Linked DNA regions of Pan troglodytes: region 2 is linked to region 1. A link is a contact called in public HiChIP or PLAC-seq data. All regions are on one chromosome and are shown on one strand. Each heading gives the region's core, a stretch centred on a gene start, on an enhancer-like site or on the middle of the called end of the contact. The rest is flanking DNA. Distances are from core to core; before and after follow the strand shown.

What was found. HiChIP or PLAC-seq counts read pairs in DNA pulled down with a chosen protein or histone mark.
Region 2: an H3K4me3 HiChIP or PLAC-seq map of stem cell-derived excitatory neurons shows a contact between it and region 1, with 6 times the contacts expected there. The contact joins the promoter of SMARCA2 here to the promoter of PUM3 in region 1. A contact is called at or near these places in 1 of 7 Hi-C or Micro-C datasets (stem cell-derived neural progenitor cells) and 1 of 1 datasets of contacts at active chromatin or transcription factors (stem cell-derived excitatory neurons).

Annotation. Positions count from the first base shown.
Region 1 is chr11:113,084,556-113,090,636 of NHGRI_mPanTro3-v2.0_pri, forward strand. It overlaps PUM3 (pumilio RNA binding family member 3), which reads left to right and starts at 2,065. Exons shown (of 18, transcript XM_009456263.4): 1 at 2,065-2,330.
Region 2 is chr11:113,916,419-113,922,804 of NHGRI_mPanTro3-v2.0_pri, forward strand. SMARCA2 (SWI/SNF related, matrix associated, actin dependent regulator of chromatin, subfamily a, member 2) reads right to left here and starts at 5,005. Exons shown (of 32, transcript XM_054657899.2): 1 at 4,874-5,005.

The DNA.
Region 1 (6,081 bases), core at 815-3,314:
AAGCCTCACAGCAACTCCAGAAACAAGTGTTGTTATTCCCATTTTACATATGCAGAAACTGAGGCCCATACAAGTTAACTATCTAGTCCTTGGCCATACAGAATTTAGATTGTAAGCCAGGTTCCTTTGATTCTAATCTCAATGCTCTTCATTGCATTGCTATAGTACTGTTATTAACCTCTTGGATGTGTGCAAGTCTAGTTGCTCTGATTAAATTGTGTATCACGCAAGAAGAGCATCTTAGGCTTGTAGGAGTACACCTAGTGGTCTACATTTAGATCATTAGATATTCGAAGAATTAATGGGTTTGCTTGACAAAAAAAAAATGACAGGATAAACTTTTTTTGTGCTGTTCTGCAAAACCACACGATGCTTTCAATTCACTCCAAAAAAAAAAAAAAATCCAAATCAATCCACTTTCACAGAAGACTTGATAAAAAAGTTTTTAATAATAATCAAGGGCTTTGATATGTGATAACATTTTTTTTTTTTCCTCCCTGGTGAAAAGGCAAATGAATAGCAGGGTTTTGGTGTAGATGCTTAAGGCAACTGCATGGACCTGTCTTCAAGGATATGGGGTGCTGCTGTCTGTCAAGTTGAAAACACAAACGTATCCCTTCCCAGGGTTGTGTGATAGGGTGTATTTTGCGATTTTTCTTTCTTTTTGGCCAGCATTTACTTGTCAGGTGTTTCAAGGTGTCTAATATCCCCACTACTATGCTATTTGCCCAAAAGGCACAGCTGATGGGCCTCCTGCAATTCCTGTTCCATATTCTCTTCTCTTAGCATTTACTGAATTATTGAAAGCAGTACGGAGGCAGCCACGTTGAGTTTAGAGTCAGGCTCACTGGACCAAAGCTACTATGTTTTGCCTTTCTCTGTAAAATGAGAAAAGACCTATTTAAAACGTTCTTATGAGATTTAAATGAGCTGAAATGTAAACTAGTAACAGTTAAGGTAGACAACAAGAACTTACCAAGTATCTATGTGCTGCATAGTGAGATAAGTGCCTGGAAAGTAATGATGGCCCCTGTCATCAAGAAGCATACAGTCTGCTAAATTACCAGTTTCAACTCTAACTCCTTAGTGGCCAGAAAACGGAGTAAGTTGGAAGACAGTAAAATCTGAAGTCTGGCACCAGGGATCAAGTGCCAGTTCCTCAACTTTACAGATGCAGTGGGTTGAATAGTCTCCAAAAGATATGTCTATGTCCTAACTCCCAGGACATGTGAAAGTGACCTTATTTGGGAAAAGGGCCTTTGCAGATGTGATTTAGGACCTCCAGATGAGATGATCTTGGATTATCCCCGTGGACTCTAAATTCAATGTTCAGTGTCCTAAAAACACACAGAGAAGTGGCACAGGCACAGGAGAAGGCCATTAGAAGACAGGCCGAGATTGGAGTCATGCAACAAGAAGCCACGGACCGCCTGGAACCATTAGAAGCTGAAGAAGCAAAGCATTCTCCCCTATAGCCTTCAAAAGGTGCAGGGCTCTGCCAACAGCTTGATTTTGGAATTCTTGCCTCTAGAACAGTTAAAGAATAAAATTCTGTTGCTTGACACGAGCAAGTTTGTGGTGTCAGTTTCTTCATCTGGAAAATGGGGCATATATCCTAACCACAATCTTATTTCCTGAAGTATAAAATGGAATAACAGCAGTTTCCAGGCACGAGCAGACACTAAAAATGGCAAACATTTATTGAGAGCGTTCCATGCTAAGCGCTTTGCACGTATAACTTAATTATTTCTATTTTATTGATCAGGAAGCCAAAGCTCATAAAAACTGTAATTTTCCCAGAGCCACACAGCTAGCAAGGGAAAAAAACGGGATTACAATTCAAATCGACTCACAAGATACCCCTTTTATCCTCCACGCTGGACTGCTGAGGAATATGCAAATTAACACACTTTAGAAACTTTAGCTACTTCAATATTTGTTCAGGCTACGGGATGCAGGCCTCTTATTAACCGCGCCAGCCAAGTCTCTCCCTCAGCAGCCTGTTCTGCCTCGCAGGAGCTCTCCCTCTCTTTCCAGCACGGAAGCCACAGGGTTAATGACGTCATTTCCCGTGGCCGTTGTCGCGTCCTCTGCCCGACGGATTCTTTCAAGGGCCAAAATCTTCGCGCCTCAAGAGGAGGCATAACAGCAGCGGACCAATAGAAATTCCGAATTTTTGTACTGTCTGGTAAGCTCCACCTCTTAGTCCCTGATCCGCCGCGGAAGATGAAAAAAAGCGGCCCGAGGGCGGAGCAAGGCAAGGAAGCGGAAGCGGAAGCGGAGAGGCGGTCGGGATCCGCTGCGCGAGCTGTCTCTGTCCCACGTGTGCGGTGAGTGTGGCAGGCTCAGCGGTCGCTCTTGGGAGGGGTTCGCACCCTGCCGGGCGCTGGAAGTCGGGAAGGTCTCTCGGGGCTGTTGTCCACTGGGCAGTCTCCTCTGGCCTCTTTCTGGGCTAGGAGTTTGGGACTGACTGGAGCCTGGCAAGAAGGGCGGGACTCCGACCTCTCTCCCACCACGTTGCCCCGCGTGCCGGGTTAGATTGGACTAGCTTCACTGTAGAATCCCAGCCCGTGCTCGGCCTGATCAGCCTGTCTGTGCTGCTTCACAAACACCAACTCCAGTGCTAGGTGGTGTGCCTGAATGTACGCAGATTATAAGTGCTGGGAGGAAACGAACTGGATGCTGAGTTGGGAGATAGTGGAGGCTGAAGAAGTGATCTTTAAGCGGAGATCTGGAAGCTCAGGGAGTACTTCAAGCAGAGGCGATAATGGGCTAAGTTCCTGAGATGGGAGCTAGGAAAGAGTATAGTTGGAGTACAAGATAAAGTTAGCCGGATAGAGTGGAACTAGGTTCTGTAAGGCCTTGAAGGTCACGATGGGGAATTTTTTTTTCTGTACAATAGGAAAACATTTCCGTTCCTATTACCATGTGTAGAAAACATTGAAGACTTATAAGCAAGTGAGAATCATGAATAGGCCCTGGTTCTCTTTAGAAAATGTATTACATTTGGAAGCTCAAGACATTGTATTGGTAATAGTTTGCATTAGGGTGGTGACTTAAGGGGCATTTAAGAGAACTAACTTACGGTTCAGCGTGGTAGAGTAGAGAGGAAAATGTCAAGGGTAACTCAGATTTCTTACTTGAGCAGTAAAGTAGATGATGTGCCATTGGCTGAGATGGAGGACGATAGGGCAGGGAAAAATAGTATATTGTTGTTTGTGGGGCAAACAACAATAACATAAAGAACAACATAGAGAATTATGTTTTGGACATATTAAGGGTAAGGTTCCTGGTAGACACATAATTAGAGGTATCAGATAAGCAGTTATACACAAGTTTGGACCCCAAGGAGAAGTTCATAATGGAGACATGATTTGGGAGTACTCAGCATAAAAAGCCAGGAGATTGGATGAGACCACCTAGGGAGAAGTGTGGAGAGAGAAGGGAAGTTCCCTAGGACAAAGATTTGAGGAATGCTAACATGTAGAGGTTGGTCTATAAGAAAATGTCATTTAAACTGAATTTGAAGGATGGGTAGAAATTGTGTTGGTAGAGAGAATGGCTTTAAACTTCACTATTCTGATAAGAATAGTGGCTCCTGTGTGGTGGTGATGAGTGGGGTGAATTAAGACCACATTTTGAATGGCTGTGAATGCCTGAGTTGGAACTTTTTCCTGAAGGCAGTGGGAAAGCTTTGAAGCTATTGGAGCGTGGAAATGACATGAAATAGGTGTGCTACCGGAAGGTTAATCAGGCAGCGGAAAGTGGATCAAAGCAGATAGGATCTAAACAAAACTGAGCAAGAGGTAGCAGGAGCCTGAATGGGGTAATAGAGGGAAAGGAAAAAGGGGGGCGAATTCCAAGAGACACTATTGAATGTGATGATTCATTACGAAGGTACAGGGTTCCCAAGCAAAGCAAACTGCATTTTGCCCAGTGCAAAAAGCAAGACTCAAAAAGTTACATATTGTATGATTCCATGTATAAGAATGCCATTCTGGAAAAGACAAAACAGAAGTGAAAACCTAATCATTGGCAGTCAGGAAAGAGGGAAGGAGTTGAATACAAAGGAGCTGTACCAGGGGACTTTTTAGAGTGACAGGACTTTTCTGTAAGATACTGTGGTAGTGGATGCATGAGTCTTAGCCATTTGTTGAAGCCCGTGGAATTATACACCAGAAAGAGTAAACTTGACTATATGCACATTTAATAAATCTGCCAGCATTTCTGGGGATGGAATGCAGACTGTGACAAATTAGTTAAACTATACTATAAACATGTAACTTCACTAAAGAGGGTGAGGGGCCGAAGGGCTGATCTAAGTAGCTTTTTTTTTTTTTTTTTTGGCCTGCAGCAGTAATTGCTGCAGGCAGAATACACTGACTTCAATGCTAAAGTTAGCAAGTAAAACTTAAGAGGAGGTAGGATGTATACATATTCTCCAAACATCTTGTCTGAAATGTTTATTAATTGCTATGGTAGTTTAACATTTGAAATAGAGTCTCACTCTGTTTCCCAGGCTGGAGTGTAGTGGCACAATCTCAGCTCGCTGCAGCCTCTGCCTCCTGGGTTCAGGTGATTTTCCTGCCTCAGCCCCCTGAGTAGCTGGGATTACATGTGTGCACCACCACCATGCCCAGCTAAATTTTGTATTTTTAGTAGAGATGGGGTTTGGTCTTGAACTGCTGACCTCAGGTAATCCACCTGCCTCAGCCTTCCAAAGTGCTGGGATTACAGGTGTGAGCCACCATGCAAGCCTCTAAGTAACTTTGGAAAAGTATTTTGAATGGATACAAAAAAGAATTGTACATCAACACTGTACTGTCATTGTAAATTTATTTCTCATGGGGTACAGGTTAGCAATTCTGAAACTATGCATGTATAGTAGGGTGGAACATGTGTATAAATAAATTGTAGATGGTGGGAAGCAGGTTGCTCACTGTCAGAGAAAGAAGTTACAAATGAGCAAGAGGAGATGCCTAGAGGAAAATATGCGGTGCTTGATTAGATTTGGAAACATCAGTATGAGCTTCGTGTTATTTTAATAGATATAAAAATAAATATAGGTATGTGCATATGCATAAGTTAATATACATATATGTGTTTCCTGAATCTGTCTGCTGAAAGGACATAGAAACAGGGACACCTCAGTGACAACAAGTGCGCCTAGCACTCAGATCTTGGTTTTTAAATACCATTCTTAATGAAAGGAACCAGGATTCCTTGGAGAAGTGGCTGATTTCAGGGCTAGGTTAAGGAAAATACAGAATGAACCTGGAGCTAGTGCCAGGAAATAAGGGTGTGCTTTAAAAAACAAAACAAAACAGTTGGGCCATGTCAAAAGGACACAGAAGCAACCTGAAAAACTTCCCACTGGCTGGAGCTAGAATTATTTGAGCAACAAAATAACAATGGTATTGGATTATAACCAAGGAATGAAATGAATATCTGAGACTATATGATACAAGTAAATAGATGGAAAAGATGGGACAAGTCTTCCCTGCAGAAAAGTTGAGAATAACAAAGTAATAAGAGAAATAGAAGATCACCATTTAAATGCAGTAATTGCTGCAGGCGAAATCCACCGACAAATGCTAAAGTTAGCAGGTAAAACTTAGGAGGACATAGGATGTCTACATATTCTCCAAACATCTTGTCTAAAATGTTTATTAATTGCTGTGGTAGTTTAACATATGCCTGGATTCTTTAGTACCCCTCCTTCTGGGAAGTGGAGCTTAATTTTCCTCTGACTTTGGGCTGGACTTGGTGGCTTGGATCTAATACAGATGGAAAGGTTAAAGTGGCAACTTTACAGTGGAGAAACCTGGAAAACACTACTTTGACCAAGTGAACACGGTTAACATAAACAGTAATGAGTCATGTTAATGTCATGTACCTCTTGATAGAGTACTACCAGAAGAAAGCTTGACCTCTGGTAGTCTTCCAAAAAATGTGTAGCCTTAGCCTAATCATGAGAAAACATCAGGCAAACCCCAAATGAGGAATATTCTACAAAATACGAAGGAGACTTGATGGCCAGATTCAGTGTATCCTGGTACAGAAAGAGGATGTTAGTGGAAA
Region 2 (6,386 bases), core at 3,755-6,254, 830 kb after region 1:
ATATTTAAGGGGAAAAAAAAACAATTTAGAAGATAATTCTTTTACATTAAAAAGGAGAAATCAGAAATAGCCCCTAAATGTGGCTTTCATACTAGGGAAATTTTCTCATCTGTTCACAAGAAATACAGCAGAAAGGAAATGTAACTCATACAGTTTTCTAAGGTAACTCAAGTTAACCAAAGAATTTCTCCTATCATCCCTTAAATCATCTTGACCAGAAACAGAATCAAATCTGCAAGTGGTTAAATCAGGTCCTACCAACACTCCTTCCACTTGCAAATGCTGGGAAACAGTCCTTAGTATTACATATGTGATAATTCAGTCGTCCTCATGGCAGCATGTCAAGATGTCATAAATAGTGATTTATTATTTCTCTGGGGTGTCAAAAAGCTGCTGACCTAGAAGAGTTTGACAAAGGCCTTGTTTACAAAGGAAGACTTCTAAAGGAGAAAAAAAAAAACAAGAAAACACTGGAGGACAGCACCACTTTTATAATTTATAAAACTCTTCTTTTTATGCTCTTGCTGTAATACATAATAATAAATGTCAAAATATTACAGTAATATAAGGAGCATCACAATTACCTTTTAGAAAAGGATGTGATATGCTTTTATACTGGCCTGTAGAATGATTTATCTTAAACTTAATAAAAGAAAAAAATTTTAAATACTTATCTGCACAAGTGTTACTTTCTAGTTATACCATGTCAGGAATACTTTAAATAGAATTCAAGCATTAACAATATAATACAAGCCGAGGCACTTTTTTTTTTTTTTTTTTTTGTCAATTCTAAGCCTCAGGTGTTGGTCAAAGCACTTTTCAAGAAACTTGACGAGAAATGCTCAAAAACCACTTTACAAACGAACAAAAGAAAAGATCTAAGGCTGCTTTGAACATGCTCTTGTGGTGAATATTTTCTGTGAAACACCACAGTGCACCTAGTCCTGATGCTGGGCTGTTACTGATATAAGTCATAAGAGAAAGGCTGCATTGAAGGAAGCCCTCCCTCCCCTCCCCCTCTTCAAGGGTTCTGATACCCCACATTCCTCATTCATTTTAAAGGTTCTTTACAAAAATGGCATCTCTCTGATGCCCCCAAGGTAGATGGACCTCTGATCTACTGGGTTGTTTTTTTTTCCCCCTCAGTCTACCGCAATAAGTATCTTTTGGACCTAACAGGTGTCTCTAAATCCCCTCTTTACAATAGCAAACATTTGCATTGTAAAGAAGCATTTGAGGAAAAAAAGAAAGAAAGTCCAGGAGAATAAAAGAGCAATTAGATTCCTCAAAGAAAAAGTGTGTCTCATTTTGCATAACAATGCAGCAACTAGGATTCAAATCTGCCACGCCTCTTAACACTTCACCAGTGTGCTAGAGGTAGCCTGGAAGCCTAAAACTCCAATGCTGGCCAACAAGCTTCTGGTTGTGGCCCCCCCTGATAACAGATGGAAAATACTACTGAAAATATTTGGATGTGAATATGTAAGTATACACATACATAACATTGGGTATGGCTTTTTAAATTATTATTAGGGTTCTCAGTGGTTTCTGAGTCTTTGGTGGTTGGATAGAAATTTTCTGCTACTCAACACCCAAGCAGCAATCTCATTATTTATGCAAGCATTCTGTTCAGACAAGCAAGGCACACAACCAGGTGTAAATTTTAAGTCCTTTGAAATGGAAGTTTGAAATTCGATATTGGTAACGCAGAAATGTTAAAAATAACCGCTCAATGCAGTCAACAAACTGGGTATCCTTAATGTCTTCCTTGAGCTCTAACAGTACACATACAAAGTCACACATGCCTACATAATGACCAGAAAGGAGACAATGATGACACCTCTCCAAAAAATTACTAGCCCAGGTCGCTTTGCTTTTTCCAAAGCACCAACCTCCATCAGGTTAGCGAGGAGGAGAAAAAAGAGACAACCTTGCAAAACTCACCCAAAAGTTACATAAACAAAGGAGGGGAGAAGCCCAGTCTAGGCTTTGCACCCATGTGCTACTAAAATTACATAACACCCGGTGCAGACATTGAATAAGGAATGGATTCTGCACAACACCCCCACTCCCTCGATTCCCAAGCCTTCCTCACTCCCTTAAAAAATCCAAACGCCTAGCAAGAGCTGGTGGACGACTTTGAATATTTATTTTATTGCTGGAGTAAAACCTGCGAGAGTTGGAGGCACGTTTAGGCCCGAAGTTTGAATGTGCAACAGCCCCGGGCGCAGCGACTCACACTCTCCGGACCCAGAGGAGAAAGAACTGACAAGCAACAGCGGCCAGCAAGGCCTTCTTCCCCCTCACGGTGCCTCCCGCTGGAAAGTTTTCCACGCAATCGATCGGAGGACGAGGAGCCCATTTCCCCCGCCTGCCTGACTTTGCAGGAAAGGCGAGCCGGGAGACCGGAGGGGGCTGGCAGGGAAAGAACTGGAAAGCTCCGCACACAGCCGGCGGCAGGGCTGCGCAGGCTCCTTACCTGGAGGACGCGGAACAAAAAGGGGCGCGGGGTTCGCGGAGCTTGGGGTGGCGGCGCGGCCGGCGGACGGGAACCGGTCTCCGAGCCGCAGCTCTAGGCCCGCGCCACAGCCCGCGGCCCGGCCCCCGCCGCTGCCGCTTCCTCCCTCGCGCGCGTCATGTCACGGCAATCAAACATGTCTGTGTGCTGTGTGCGCTTCGCTGCTGTGACTTCCTGATTCTCCGCCGCTCGCGCGCGCACACACACACACTCACAACCACACGCACACGCCACCCCCACCAGCCCTCGCCACCAAACCTCGCCTTGTCCTCCCCGGGCTCCAGGGGAGGGTGCGGGCAGGAGCAGCTGCCCGAGCCGCTGCTCCCGACGCACTGGCTCCTGCGCGCACAACACACACTCACACTCACACTCACGCGCAGACACCCTCGCGCCGGCCGGGAGGGCGCGGAGGCTGGAGCCGCGGGAGCTCGCAGCCCCCTCCCACCCCTCCACCCTACTTAGCCGCCCTGCCAAACTTTTTTTTTCCTGCCTGATCCACGTCCAACTTCCCTCCACCCCACCCCCCAAGCAGCCCAGCCAGCCCCGCGCTCACCACCATCCGCAGCAAACGGCAACCCGGATAAAAATAATAATGCAATCCAGGCGGCAGAGGCGGAGGCGGAGGCGAGCGATCAGACACTGGCAGGAGGCGATTTCCCCGCGTGTACCGGAAACCGGCCCAAGTGCCCCGGCCAAGGCGCGGGTGTCCGCTGGAGCCCGCACTGCCGCGCCCCGCCCTCCGCGGTGGAACTGCACCCAGGCTGCGAGGCCTGGTGCGGGGCACCGGGAGCACTGTGCCCCGTGTGCGCCCTGCGGCCGGAGGGCGCCGAGGAGCTGGCGCGCCGGACCGGTTATTTAGGGAAGTGCATCGCGACACCTTTGCAGATGGCATGGCCGTGTTTTGCAACGCAAACGGGAGGAAGGGAAGACGGCCGGGTGGAGGGGGAGAGCAAAGGAAGGGGTAAACCAGGTTGGGATGGGAATAAAGCAAACTCCTGAGCAGGGAGCGAGAAGGAAGGAGTGCGTGTCATCGTTGGGAGGAGGCTCCTACTCGGTCTCCCCGCCTCCCGCCCTCGCCACCCCCCTATTCCCTCCCCACCGCAGCCCTTCCCCTTCCCGGGCGAACGACACCGCCGCTGCCCGGTGGTGCGCGGGTCCTGTTTGTGACAGTCAGGCAGACAGGATTATCCGGATCATGGCCTCCCCGGCCCGCAGCCGCCGCCGTGGCTCTCCTGGGTCCCGGCGCGCCCCTAGCACCCGGACGATCGTAGGCGCCCCACGCCCGCAGCTCCCGCGGCGCAAGCAAGGGGAAGACGCGAAGCAAAAGAACACAGACCCGGGGAGAGGGAGGGCAGGGTAACGGAGGCTGGCGGGCACCTCCGACCTCCTTGGGGGCCTCCTCCCTTCCCTCCAGCAGTGCGGCCCGGGCCGGACATCCCGAACTTTAACACCCGAGCCTGCGCTGCCGCCAGGTACCAGAGGCAGGGACGTCCGCAGCGCCCGGGGCGCAGCCCCCTGGCAGCCCCTTTGCCTAAAGGCCTGCCTACCAATCAGCGTCCCCATCCACGCCGGAGGAAACGCGGAAAGTGGAGGTGACACCCCCGATCAGGCACGCACCGGCCCCGCGGCAGTGGCCGCTACCTCCTTCGCGCGTCAGCTCAGGCTTCTCCCGCTGCGATCCGCTCACGTCTCCGCAGCCGGAGCCCTTTAAACAAGTCCCTGGGAAGCGGGTGGCAACGGCGTTCGTTGGCGCCCCGCCGCCAGCCTGGGCTCCTCGCCCTCCTTTCCCGTTCCCCTTCCAACTCTTCCGGGGAGGGTTGCTCGGGATGAACAGTAGCGTTTCCATCCTCCTCCCCTGTCCCCCAGGCCTTCCCCCTCCCGCTGCCACCCCCCTCCCCGCCGCCTCACTTTTAAGGGGATGGGGGGATTGCAACCTGGCCCAATGTGTGTGTTGCAACCTTGAGTTGGCAGCGCCTCTGACTGCCTACTCAGGATCCAGGCGGTGGTTTGTTGGGATTTTTTTCCTCCTTTGCCCCCTTGAAGTAGTAATTATTACTGTTATTATTAGAACAGCAAGGTTCGGTTGAAACTTTCTCGTTTCTTCCACCGCCGCCTGGGAGCTGTCGTTAGAGCATTCCACCTGAGGCCCGCGGGGAGGAGGCGGGCTTTTTTTGTTGTGGCGGTTGGCCCGCCTGTTTGTTTTGGTCTCCTTGCATGCACAATAAATAATAATTAGGATAATAATGAATAATCCCGGGCGAAGGCGGCGTGGTGCCGGAGGGGTTTGAGCGGCGGCTGCAGCGGGGCGGCCGAAGGGAGGGGAAAGAGGAGAAAAGAGTTGTAAGTTATATTTACCTTGCTCGCGAGGAGTGTGCTGGCTGAATCTCTTCCCTCTCTGAGTCACCCAGAGTACAGAAACAGAGGGAGAGAGGACTAGATTATGAATATGACTTCATTGATGACAGCCGTCCCCTCCTCTTCCTAAACTCGGGCTCCGCCCAGCGTCCCACCCTCGCCTCCTCCGCGGGCGCCGGAAGACGCGCCGCAGTTGGCCCCGCGCGCCGCTCCTCCCTGCCCGTCCGGGCGCGGGTTGGCGGGACGCGCCTGTCACTCGCTCAGCTCAGCGACTCCGGGAGCGCGGGGGGCGGAGGGGGCGGTGTGCAAGAATGTGGATCTAGACAGCTCTACTGTATGCGTGGATCCGTGTGTGACTGCGAGGCGCCGGCTCTCGGGCCGCGTTTGTGCCTGGAGCGGAGAAACTGCGCAGGATGCAGAAAGCCCCAAGCCCTGCTGGAGCTGGGCGCCCGCTATCCCTTCCCTGGCAGTCCTCTTCCTCGGGCGCTGCGGGGCTCCTCCGGGGAGACTGGGGAAGGGGAGGAGGCGAAGCAAAAAGGGAGGGCAGCCGTAGTAATAGCGCGTAGTAGTTTGGGGCTATGTGGAGAAGGTGCTGGAATTTAACTGTGCCTCCGCCTGCCAGTGCGAGCCTGCAGAGAGAAAGGGAGGGGACGGGGGACGGGCTCCGAGTGGCACCGAAGCTGTTTGTGGCACAGTGTCGACTGCGGAAAAAACGGGCATTGTCGTGCCGGCTGAAACTTTTTCTCCCCCTTCCCTAAGGCTGTCATTATAAATCTGCCCCCTATTCCAGGTAAAAAAATAAAAAATAAAAATAAAAAAAGGGAGGCTGGCACAAAGAACATTCCTGCCAAATCTGTCTCTTCCCTGAAGGACTGCAAGCTTCCAAATGCCAACGAGGGAGAAACAGCTGAGAGGCTGAACGCCTTATAAATAAGTAAACCCACCCTAACCTCTCTGTTGACTTCGTGGACTAGATACAGCACTCTAACCTTCCCTCACCTGCCATCTTCGCTAAAAATATATACAAAAATATGGAAAAACAAACCCTGGGGGCGGGGCTGGCGGGTTAGGGGGTGGCTGAAGCATGGAATCTGGTTTTGATTTAAAAAGGGGAATAAATCTCTTATTTTCTACAGACCGTAGTCTCTTCCCTCTCACCCCGCATTTAAGACCAATTAAGGCTGCAAATTGTAATTTGCTGGCAAGTCGCGGTTTTGAGACCTCTTTGCTCCAATTTTCCTTGAAATACAGTACTTTGGCCGGACCAATAGGTCAGTGTTTGGTGAGACAATTTTATTTTTAGTTTTATGAAGTGTGAAAGAATGTTAGGAGATTTTAAATCAGGGGCCTATGATTTTAGACTCAGATTAATGTAGATGCTTGACTCTTAAAATTAAAACTGTTCCTATGCAATAGTGTTATGAAAAGTATGATTTATCCCTTATTTCGTAATGTAATGGCTTAAATTAGTCATTCAAAGTGCACTGTGACTATCTGGTTGAGGATTTTTCCC